3 separate regions of the Sus scrofa genome follow, and regions 1 and 3 are each linked to region 2. The links are chromatin contacts, called in public HiChIP or PLAC-seq maps. All regions are on one chromosome and are shown on one strand. The core of a region is the stretch at or near the end of the contact, and the rest is flanking DNA. Distances in the headings are between cores, read along the strand shown.

The links. HiChIP or PLAC-seq counts read pairs in DNA pulled down with a chosen protein or histone mark.
Region 1: an H3K27ac HiChIP or PLAC-seq map of skeletal muscle shows a contact between it and region 2. The contact joins two enhancer-like sites. A contact is called at or near these places in 2 of 47 Hi-C or Micro-C datasets (blood and embryonic fibroblasts) and 1 of 2 datasets of contacts at active chromatin or transcription factors (skeletal muscle).
Region 3: an H3K27ac HiChIP or PLAC-seq map of skeletal muscle shows a contact between it and region 2. The contact joins two enhancer-like sites. A contact is called at or near these places in 2 of 47 Hi-C or Micro-C datasets (embryonic fibroblasts and epiblast stem cells) and 1 of 2 datasets of contacts at active chromatin or transcription factors (skeletal muscle).

The regions. Positions count from the first base shown.
Region 1 is chr9:90,797,917-90,801,693 of Sscrofa11.1, reverse strand. The region is part of intron 1 of CDCA7L (cell division cycle-associated 7-like protein); the gene reads left to right. Among named protein-coding and RNA genes, the nearest start is that of CDCA7L, 7.5 kb to the left of the region's middle. Within about 2 kb of position 2,048, at least 7 of the 83 cell types and tissues checked have an H3K27ac peak or open chromatin away from gene starts, as enhancers often do. A contact at or near this core is called in skeletal muscle, where this site is marked.
Region 2 is chr9:90,868,041-90,871,566 of Sscrofa11.1, reverse strand. No RefSeq gene overlaps it. Among named protein-coding and RNA genes, the nearest start is that of CDCA7L, 63 kb to the right of the region's middle. Within about 2 kb of position 2,251, at least 8 of the 83 cell types and tissues checked have an H3K27ac peak or open chromatin away from gene starts, as enhancers often do. A contact at or near this core is called in skeletal muscle, where this site is marked.
Region 3 is chr9:90,774,171-90,778,115 of Sscrofa11.1, reverse strand. CDCA7L (cell division cycle-associated 7-like protein) reads left to right here. Exons shown (of 10, transcript XM_003482681.4): 4 at 3,616-3,945. Among named protein-coding and RNA genes, the nearest start is that of CDCA7L, 31 kb to the left of the region's middle. Within about 2 kb of position 1,600, at least 4 of the 83 cell types and tissues checked have an H3K27ac peak or open chromatin away from gene starts, as enhancers often do. A contact at or near this core is called in skeletal muscle, where this site is marked.

The DNA of each region.
Region 1 (3,777 bases), core at 799-3,298, 70 kb after region 2:
TGAACATACTAGCGCATTGAATCCCGAAGTACAAGTCCCCGGTGAGGCCTGTGTCTCCAGACAGCTCAGGCTACCAGGTGTGTGGTGACACCTTCCCAGGTATCTTGTGACCTGCCGGGTGAACCTGCATCCTTGGGACTGGGCATAGTCCAGGGATCCCACCCCGCAGACCCCCTCTGCTGTTCTCCCCAACCCTTCATAGCAGCAGCACTGCTGTTTGGCCCCAACCCCCATCGGCTCTGGAGAAGGCAATGGACTTGGCCAGTGCCTTGTAGTTGTGAGTGAGCGCCGGCCTTCGGCTCTTTTGGCACAAGGCCTGGCCCTCCCTCAGTGCCGTGCTGGCAAACTTCCTCGTTTGTTAGAAGGGCCCAGGATTTACCCTGGGGTAACAACTCATCACCCCAGATCCCGGGGGAGGCCAGAAATGATAATTACCCCAGTCTGTGCAGGGCCTGGCATATTGTAGGTGTTAAATATTTGTTAAATTTTTTAGAAGGATGTTTTAGGGTTGTCAGTGTGCAGTGGATGCAGGTATGAGTTTTGACAGGCTGGAGCATCATTTCGCAGGGCTTCTGGCAATTTTTTGTTGGATTAATGGATGGAGGCCAGTTCGTGCCTGCCCCAGAGGCCTTGGAGGTGCAACATTCCCATCCTGCCTGTGCACGAGATCTTCTCAATCATCTCCAGTTTTGTCTTTTAAAAGTCACACCTATTCCATGATACATTTTAATTTATTTTAATACCAAAACGCTATTTTAAACTACTCTTCTGGGAAAAAAATTCCCTTCCCCTGTTCCACCCAGGGTCTTAAAAGCCCTCTGGCTATCACTGAGCTCTCCAGCTCAAGAAACACGGAACTGCCAAGTATAAAATTTAGCAATCAGGGAGTTCCCATTGTGGCTCAGTGGTAAGGAACTGGACTAGTACCCATGAAGATGCAGGTTCGCTCCCTGGCCTAGTGTGTTAAAGGATCCGGTGTTGCCATAAGCTGTGGTGTAGATTGCAGATGTGGCTTGGATTCTGTGTTGCTGTGGCTGTAGCGTAGGCTGGCAGCTATAGCTCCAGTTCAACCCCTAGCCTGGGAACTTCCATATACTGTGGGTGTGACCCTGAAAAATAATTTTAGAAATCATGTCTTTAATAAACCCTGAAGTAGAAACGATATCTCACCAACCAGTCCCCCATACCACAATATCTTTTTATGTGAAGCTCCGTGACTGAGGGCATTTAAATGGGTCAGGGGGTAGGGGGAGACAGCATTCATTGACACTGAAATCTCTAAGAATATTTTTTTAATGCAGAATGTCTAGTGCCCTTTATTTTGTTCATTAGCATTGGTTTAAAAATGGAAAGTTGGGGTTCCCGTCGTGGCGCAGTGGTTAACGAATCCGACTAGGAACCATGAGGTTGCGGGCTCGATCTCTGCCCCTTGCTCAGTGGGTTAACGATCTGGCATTGCTGTGAGTTGTGGTGTAGGTCACAGACGTGGCTCGGATCCCGTGTTGCCATGGCTCTGGCATAGTCCGGCGGCTACAGCTCTGATTGGACCCCTAGCCTGGTAATCTCCATATGCCACAGGAGCGGCCCAAGAAATGGCAAAAAGACAAAGAAAAAAAAAAAAGGAAAGTTAACAAAAAAATAGAAGTGCACTTGAAAATCATTGTATATTCTTAAGTCTCTCTTTTTACCTAATAGTTGATCCCAGGCATTTTTTTTTTTTTTAATTTGGGAATTTTTAAAATTGAAATAGCTGAAGCCACTAGGGCCTCATCCAGCCTTTCTCACACTTGCACGTGGCCTCTTCAGGAAGGCTTGCTTTACCTGTCTTCAAGCCAAACCAAACCAAACCCCACCTCTTTCTTTTCCCACACTTCAAAAGCTCACCGAAAAGAGCGTCTAGTTGTCTTCATGACCTTCGTCGCACTGATCGGATCCTCTTCCAGACTCTAATTAGGAGCTGAGAAAGGATGCGGTCTTAGGGGCTGTGTATACTCACCGAGGCACAAAGCCAGGAGCCAAGTGGTGTCAGCAGCCTGCTCAGGCCAGCGACCCAGGGATTGTTTGGCTTGTTTTCCACTACCAGGGCAGAAGGGTGTCAAGAGGCTTTCAGGACTGGGCTCTGCGATGAAGAGCCTTCCCCCCATCGCCCAGCAGTGTGAAGGTCTGCTCAGCGCTTGTCTGCATTGGGCGCAGACACTTGCCCCCCTTGAAAGACAGGGCACCTCCTGCTTCCATGTTCTCCAGAATCCTGCTTCCACCTGGGAATTTCCTGCAGGTCCTGCAGGCTGACTCTGCCCTGCAGCAGTGTGGACTTGGCCGACCTCGCAGCCCCTCGAATTCCTCTTACCATCACCCCACGGTTGGGTCAGGTGCCTTCCTGGGCTGACCTCCCTGTTCCCATTTATCCTACCTTGTTGAAATTGACTGTAGATTGTCTCTGTCACCCCACCACATGTGACTCACTGCACCTTGATCACTTAGCCTGCCTGGTGCATGTTGGTACATTTGCACTCTGTGATCACTTTTATTTTTTTGGTCTTTTTAGGGCCACACCCATGGTATAGGGAAGTTCCCAGTCTAGGGGTTGAACCGGAGCTACAGCCACTGGCCTACACCACAGCCACAGCAACCTGGGATCTGAGCCACGTCTGCGACCTACACCACAGCTCGCAGCGACATCAGATCCTTAACCCACTGAGTGAGGCCAGGGATCAGATCTGTGTCCTCATGGATGCTAGTCGGGTTCATTACTGCCAAGTCACAGTAGGAACTCCTGTAATCACTTTTAATAGTGAACATTGACACGGCGTCTTCTTTCATGGAATGCTTTCTGGTCATAGTGTGGAAGCTGTCACAATTCTCTACACGATGTTCTGTTCTTTTCCTTCTGGATAAATGGGAGGAGTGTATTTTCATGGCCTTTGAAATAGGCAAGGCTCTGGATGTGCTCTGGCCGGTGACACGTTGTTTCACATCCAGGTGGAGTTCTTTAAAGCAGGCGCATCATTGACCCAGTCCCGATGCCTCTGCCGCCCCTCTGCCTGCATTCCCCAGGGTGGTCACGCTGTCAGCCTGGTTCCTGTGTGAGGACACTGATGTGGTTCACCTGGCTGGCCCGGGACCATCGTGTCACGTGAACAAGAAAGAAGCTTTCTTTGCTTTGAACCATCGAGCCTTGGAATTACTTGATGCTGCTGCTTTATAACCTCTCCGGTCCTGACTGACATGCAAAGGCAGGCATATTCCAATTAGGATTTAGTCAGTGGTTCTCCTCTGAGTGCTCTGGGGTAACAGAAACACCTTGGTTTCTTGTGGCTGGTCATTGTGGGGTGGTTGTGTGCTTGTTACTAAGTGGTGTAGAGTTCAGGGATGGCAGGTGCCCTCCAGCACGAAGCCACCAAAATGCCAGTAGCACCTGCTTGAAGAAACCCTTAGAACACACTAGTCTGATTTGTGATTAGTCTTTTAGAGTACAGAGAAATCCTAACATTGGCTTTACATTTCCTATCTGCTGACCTTTCTGGGAAAGGAAATTACCCAGAACTTCCCAAGTGGTTTGGCTTACTTCGCTCCCAGGATCTCTGCCAAAACTTCCTTGGCTACTGCTCTAAAAAGCTTTTCTAAGCCCTAGACACAAACATGTCTGTTAATTTTCTCCCACTTGTATTTACTCTTTTATTTTTATTTTATTTATTTATTTATTTTGCATCTTTTTAGGGCCGCACTCATGGCATACGGAAGTTCCCAGGCTAGGGGATCAAATAGGGGCTGTAGCTG
Region 2 (3,526 bases), core at 1,002-3,501:
ACTTGCCCAGTTTTAAGACCAAAAGAAGAGCCTGGAGTCAGCCACAGCAGTCTTGTGTGCAGGCTTGTCAATGTCTTGTGATTTTTAGATGCTGTCTAGTTCACATGATTTGTCCATGAGATAACTTAAGGGCGAAGCTAGGGAGGAGATCTGGTCATCTATTAATTACCTGTTCTTCATTTCTACTTCTTTGATGTGTGGAAAGAACTAAGTCAGACAAGGTATTGTGTGATGGGGAGATCTGAAAGCTGTGCTAGGGCCAGAGATGAGTAGAGCATGAAGGTGCCCGGCTTAAGATTAGTGACAAGACAAAGGGGTGCCTCCTGCAGAGAGCTCTTTCCTGCAAAAAGCTTTTTCCTGCCAAAAGCTGCTTAAAAATCAAATCTCTGCTTGTCAGAATATCATGCCATTTCTATGGGATCATAGAGGAAGATCCTCCTTCTGTAACTTCTTCATGCCGACATAGGGCACCACATCCTTAGAGTGGAAGCTCTCAACCTTGATCAGTAGTGTCTTTTTGCTCATAGTTGTACTTGCCCACTTACATATACAGGCAGAACAAATTACAATTACTTTGATGTCCACAAAGACACTATTATGAGCAATAGCGTTAATCCCATTCTCTTATGGTGAGTTCTTAGAACTGTGCTCATCATAGACTCGGTATTGCTCAAGATAGAACAGTTCATGTCATGCCTGCAGTCTGGTCATCCTGCGGTTAGCTTTATCCTTCTGGCAGCAGTTACAGTATCAATAAAACACCTCAGGAGTCTGCCTCAGACACTGCTTGAGCCTGTGCTTTTGTGACTCAGGCCTGGGAGACTTCATCTTTGCTATAAACAAGAGGCTGAAGACATGGAGGGGCCTTTGTACTTAGGGGGAAGGGTGGATCTAGGGTTCTGCTCGGTTCCAGAAGTGATGTATACAAGTTCTAGGTCATATCCTAAAAAAGAAAGCATGTGCCCAGGTGCTCTGTCCCGTCCCTTTTCTTCTTCCCTTATTCTTAAATGTAGACAGGTAGACGGTCCACTTGAAATGAGATAAAAATGACCAACCACCAGGATAGTGAATCCAGGACCCCTCTGTTCCTTATACCAGGGAATCAACAATTCATCCCTGAACTTCTTACTTCAGTGATTGCATGAGAAATAATTACCTTCTGTTCTGTTTAAGCTATCATTTAGTTGGGTCATTGTTATAGGAAGAGAAACTGTATCTTAACGAATTGGGTACCATACTGAGTTTCTCTCTTGGAGGACAGCCATTAAAACTTCTCCAGGCCATTTACTTCCATTCATCTCATTGGGGGCCTTTCCACTGGAAACATATACAGTAAGCTATCCAACAGTGGAATAAAACACAATAAAATGGTGAAAATGTGTACCAAAGTGCTAAGGGCTAATAGGCACAGGGATAATTTAAAAGGGAAAAAGAATGGCAACCACCATCATCAAATAATCCCCCTTACTCTCCTGCCTCTCAAACCTCTCCTTTCTTTGTCCTTCTCTTCCTCCCTTTTTATTAATTACCCACAAAGCACCAGGCAATATGTGTGATTCAGAGACTAGCTGGATATAAATAACAGAATCCCCTGGCGAGGTATTCACACAAGCTTCAACACCTCCAAAATGTAGCTATAGACAGACTAAAAGGACACCTTTGGTGGGGCTATCAAGAATAGGGCAGAGAGGAGTTCTTGTCGTGGCTCAGTGGTTAACGAACCCGACTAGCATCCATGAGGACGTGGGTTCCATGCCTGGCCTTGCTCACTGGCTTAAGGATCTGGCGTTGCTGTGGCTGTGGTGTAGGCGGGCAGCAACAGCTCTGATTAGACCCCTAGCCTAGGAACCTCCATATGCTGTGGGTGCGGCCCTAAAAGACAAAAGGACAGGGGGAAAAAAGAAAAAAAAGAATGGGGCAGAGAGTGTTGTTCTGAAACCTATAGTAGTAATTTTAAAAACCTCTATGGAGGGGCAGGTGAAATGTAGCCAGTAGTTACCCCACTGTAAACTGCAGGTCCCTTAGGACAAATGCAGACCACAGATTTTTCAATACAGAAATGCTCCATCTGATGAGACACCCGGCACCTCTTCCTGAAGTGGCTGTTAGGAAGCACGATTCATTTGGGGTTCTCTGCAGAGGGAGCTGGAGAAGCTCAACTTTGGAGAGGATTCAGCGGGGCTGGGGGACCCACTGGAACACTTGGCTTTGGTGCTCCTACCACGTGGCCACACACCCAGCTGGCTTCTGACTTCATACCCTTGGCATCTGGGTGGCCTCTGATGATTGAAAACACTGCCTGCTGCCTGCTCTCCTCCTGGCTCCCCTCCTAAACCCTCCACCTCTGTCAGCAGGGAAGCCCGCAGCCAGGACCCTGAAGGCCCAGTGGTTGGCAAAGACAAAAGTGACATATACCTGGCATCTGTGCAGCTGAAATAAAAGCCTTTCTCTTTCTCAGGTCTTACCATACAGTTTTCTTCTCCTTTCTTCCTGCTCTTTTTTCTTTTTCTGAGAGGCGAGGTCTTGGAGACTCTTTTCAAAGACCAGCTCACTGAATTGCAGCTCAGGAGGAAAAAAAAAAAAAAAAAAAAAAAAAAGAAAGAAAAAAAAGATAAGTAAGCATCCAGAAATCTGGGGAAAAGAAAGAAAACCTCATGACTATAACTCTGACCTCAGCTGACTCTAATAAGGTGTTCATTACCTAACCATTAGAACCACCTACACAGGACAAAGTGAATTTCTAATCAACAGGTAGTAATAGCAAAACCCCCTCAAGAGCCAAGAAGCATTAGAGTGGATTATCCATGAAGAGAGGATTAGAAAAAGAGAGACTGTGAATCCAGCAAAGGAAACCCCAGCGGGCCAGCTGGCTAATGTTTGGGATAATAATTTCAAATGTATTAAAATAAATTGCAAGAAAGAAAAGGCTGAAGGCAATAAAAGCAAGCTTCACACGATACTGTATATTGTGGATCAAACCATGTACATTCGCAATAATCACTTCCCCAGAGGCAAGCAGTAAAGGTGCCACCAGCAGAGACTGGTAGAATTTAAAGTCACAAAGCTTTCTGTATGCTAATAGAAATTACTAGAAGTGAGGGCAGTTATCACAGAGCCTGCCCAATAGACAGCTTCCTGATCTGTTTTTTTCCGCAGCCTGAGTACTGTTACACAGTGTTGAGATAGGAAGGAAATAGCAGGTATAGACACCCTCACTCCTCCGCAGCCTTCAGTGAAGCCTTGCTAAGGATCTGAAGCAGGGAGAGAGTGCCTTTTTTTTTTCTCACTTCCGGAGTTTTGCCAGCAAGGCACAGGTTGAACCTCAAAACCCCTTGCCTTGCCCTCTTGTTCATCAGGAAGACGAGAATTCAGAAGCAGAAAGGAGCACAGATATGATCCAATTTTTCTTTTACCATATCCAGAGCTTGTGGCCGTTTTTTTATCTTGAGAGTATCTGGCGTTTATTTTCTTGTTAAGTTTTGTTAGTTTTTGCCTGTGTAAGGTGGACTGGTGACTTCTAGCAAGT
Region 3 (3,945 bases), core at 351-2,850, 93 kb after region 2:
TGTGGGTTGCAGTATTTTTAGTCCTGTTTCCGAATTGTATTGTTCCTTGCAAGGAGTCACTTCACAACTGAAACGATAACTTCTTTCTTAAGGAGCGGCCCAAGAAATGGCAAAAAAAAGACAAAAAAAAAAAAAAAAAAAAAGTGAATCCCTGGTCCAGCAGTCTATCATTCTTATAGAGGAAATCCCCAGGTGCCTTTGGAGTTTGGAGGGATGTGTCCTAGGCATCCCTTACTGTCCTTTTTGTGTGTGTGTGTGTGTCTTTTTAGGGCTGTATCTGAGACATTTGGAGGTTCCCAGGCTAGGGGTCGAATTGAAGCTGTAGTCACCGGCCTATGCCAGAGCCACAGCAACGCGGGATCCAAGCCGCGTCTGCAACCTACACCACAGCTCATGGCAGTGCCAGATCCTTAACCCCCTGAGCGAGGCCAGGGATCGAACCCACAACCTCATGGTTCCTAGTCGGATTCATTTCTGCTGAGCCACGACGGGAACTCCCTTTACTGTCCTTATCAAATAAATTTTTTTGAGACTCTTTTTGAGCCTCTTTTACCCAAAAAGAGGAGGGTCTCTGTGGGAGCCACAAGTTCCTGAAAGTCATTTCTTGTTGTGTGCAAAGTAACGTTCTTAGGTTTGGAGTTAATTGGGCAGAACTTTAGCTGTGGCACCAACCTAGAGTGTTCTCTGTGCTGACGTGCTTTTTAATGATAACGGTGACCTGGGCCTGCTGGCTTCCTGAGGGAAATCTGCCCTCAGCACTTCGCCATCAGAGACCTGTTGGCTGATCTCTTCCTTTTATTCTATATATTTAGGCCGGTTTACTGCTGACCAGTATTTGAATTTCAGGCTCACTTTGAAGAGCCTTTGGATCTTTTTCGGCATCAGAGTGTTTTCTTTTTTCTTTCTTTTTTTTTTGTCTTTTTGCCTTTTCCAGGGCCATTTCCCATGGCATATGGAGGTTGCCAGGCGAGGGGTCGAATTGAAGCTGTAGTCTCCAGCATACACCAGAGCCACAGCAACGTGGGATCTGAGCCATGTCTGCAACCTACACCACAGCTCATGGCAATGCCGGATCCTTAACCCACTGAGCAAGGCGAGGGATTGAACCCGCAACCTCGTGGTTCCTAGTCAGATTCGTTAACCCCTGCACCACGACGGGAACTCCCAGGGTGTTTTCTACTAGCTGAAAAATAGCATTCATTTGTCTTAAAACATCAGTACACCGTCTTCTTCCTGAGTAACAAGGTGAGGGATAAAGAGGTTAAGCCTTGTCAGGCTCAGAAGAGCCCAAGGAACCATTTCCGGTGTGGAACTTATATAGATTAAATAAGCTGTAACCAGTAGGGTTGCTTTGTCCTTCACCTTTTTCTGGGATGACTTAGGGCCTGAAAGCCCTAATGGTAGGCTGCCTTGCTTGATAGTGATTTTCTTCTATGAATAGCAGCACGGAGCTGTGCCAACCTGTAGGCTCCAGTGCAGCCCCCTCGCCCCCTTGGCTTTCTCTCCCAAGCTATTTGCGTGGCAGTTCATGTGTTCTGGCCAGCACGTCTCCGGTTTCTTGCCAGCAAGCCACTGAGATCCTTCCAACCCCTAATGGGTATCATCTACTCTTAGTGACTTACGTATCTTCTGTTTTTTAGCTACATAATGTTGGGATATTCAAAGAATCTATTTCTAGCATGGGAAAGTTAACGACTCCAGAAGTCTTTTTTTCCTCTCAGAATATGATGAATTCATTACATATAGTGAATTGTGACACTTGATACTGACTCTCATAGACGTCATAGCTCAGGGCAGGTCCACCCACATACTGTATTTTAAAATTCAGTGAGAGAGGAAGCCTTGTTGCCTCCCCACCCAACCTCCTGCCCACCCTGGTGAGACCACTTTTTTTTTTTTTTGGTCTTTTTAGGGCCGTACCTAACCTCCAGGGACATATGGAGGCTCCCAGGCTAGGGGTCCACTTGGAGCTACAGCTGCCAGCCCACGCCACAGCCACAGCAGTGCTGGATCTGAGCCGTGTCTGTCACCTCCACCACAGCTCATGGCAATGCCGGATCCTTAACCCACTGAGCGAGGCCAGGGATCAAACCTATGTCCTCATGGATACTAGTTGGGTTCATTAATCGCCGAGCCACAACAGGAACTCCGAGACCACCTTTTTGATGCTGGGATGTGACTCTACCTTGGTGTCATGTGATTTTGCCAGATGGGAAACGCCTACGGCCATGGTGCTGGTCCCCGTGTTCTTCCCCTTAGGTCTGGGTCTCCGCTGGTGTTTCCAGTATGCTCTTTCCTGACTTCAGCCCTTTGTAGTAAGCTACTCCACATGGTTGGTAAAGAGAGGCAGGCTGGATGACGATTATGATAAATGAATAAAGCTAGTCAGGGGAGCTACTTCCTTCAAAGTCTCCAACATCATCTTCTGAAGTAGATTCCTCTGCAGCTCCCCATTTGGAATTCCAGTGCTCTGGACCTGGAAAGTTGAGGATATTCAAATAGATAAATCAGAACGGTAGTCCGTCTTCTTTCTCTGCCTGGCTTGGTGTGGACGGACACATACACCAAGGTTTGGAAGTTACCTGCCGTTTTTCCCTCCCTCTGCCTTAAATGTTTAACTTGAGTCCAACTGAAATTTCGGAGGTGGTCACCGAGGACGAAGCACAATCACTTAAGTCAGTCCCAGGCCCCTCCTCGTGCTGTTCTCGGCTGGCCTCACAGCAGGAGTTCCCGATGGAGGTTCCCAGGCTGACCTTACCAGCCTGTGATCAAGGATGATGGCCTTGCTCTTGATACTTAAACCCATCTCTGCTGTGGGTTTAAAGGCTAAGAGTCCTTTGCATCTGAGATGTCACCCGTTATCCCCTGGGCCATTGCCCTCTGTTCTTACTGTGTTCTTCTCACACGTAAGACTAAGTTTGGTTTTAATGCTGGAGACCTGCACCGAGTGGAGATTGAAAATTGGGGCGGAGAATTCATGAGCTGTCGGCAACAGGTGCCTGCAACCATCCGCAGAGCTCCCTGCCTGATTTTAGCCCCTGGCTCTTACAGAAAAGGGAGGGGGGCTGTCCTTGAATGAGGACCCAGCATGTCCTGGGGATGGCGTACCCCCACTGAGCCTGATGGCAGGTCATCTGCCTGCTCCCTGGTCTCGTCACTGAATTGAGGTCACTCCTGTTACTCTTGTTCATGAGTCCTGTTCCTGCTCTTGAGGGCCAAATGGTATTTTATCTGGGCACTGAGCACCACATTTTTACCTGAAGATACGTCTTAGGTCGTGAACAGTCCCATATATCTTGGCTCTCAGATGTGCCAGCTTGGTTGGTCCATTGTGGAGGAGCCCCACCGTGTCAGCGTTTTGCATCTAGCCTGGTGCTCTCATGGGAACACCGTCTGCTCATGGGTGTGGCTGGGCCAGAATACAGAGTAGCCTGCCCTTTGATTTTGTCCATCCACTGACTGAGTGTTAATTGAAGAGTTCAGGAGGCAATACTAACAGGAAGGCTATGTTTTTAACTGTTTACTCTTTCCCTAAAATAACGTCGGAGTGGTTCTAAGGTTATGTCTTTCTGAAGGTCCATTATAGGCAGTGTCTTTGTTCTTTCATTTCCTTAGCTCGTGGAGTCAGATCTGAGTGATGACGGTGAAGCATCTTTTGTGAGTGAGGAAGAGGAAGATGATGAAGAAGCAAAGGCTACGTCTAGAAGAAGCAGGCCTAGAAGAAGCAGCATTGGTCTTCGAGTAGCCTTGCAATTCCCCACCAGGAAACTGGCCAAAAAAGCCGATAAGAACACCTCCTCTGAGCCGTTGTTTTCTGGCTCACGCTTACAGGACAATAAAAGAGCAATTCTTGGAAGGAAGACAAGCTGCAAACAGAGGAAGGAAAGGGAAGATTCTGCCTCTGAGTCTGAGGATGACTCCAGGGATGAGGGCCAGGACTGCTCG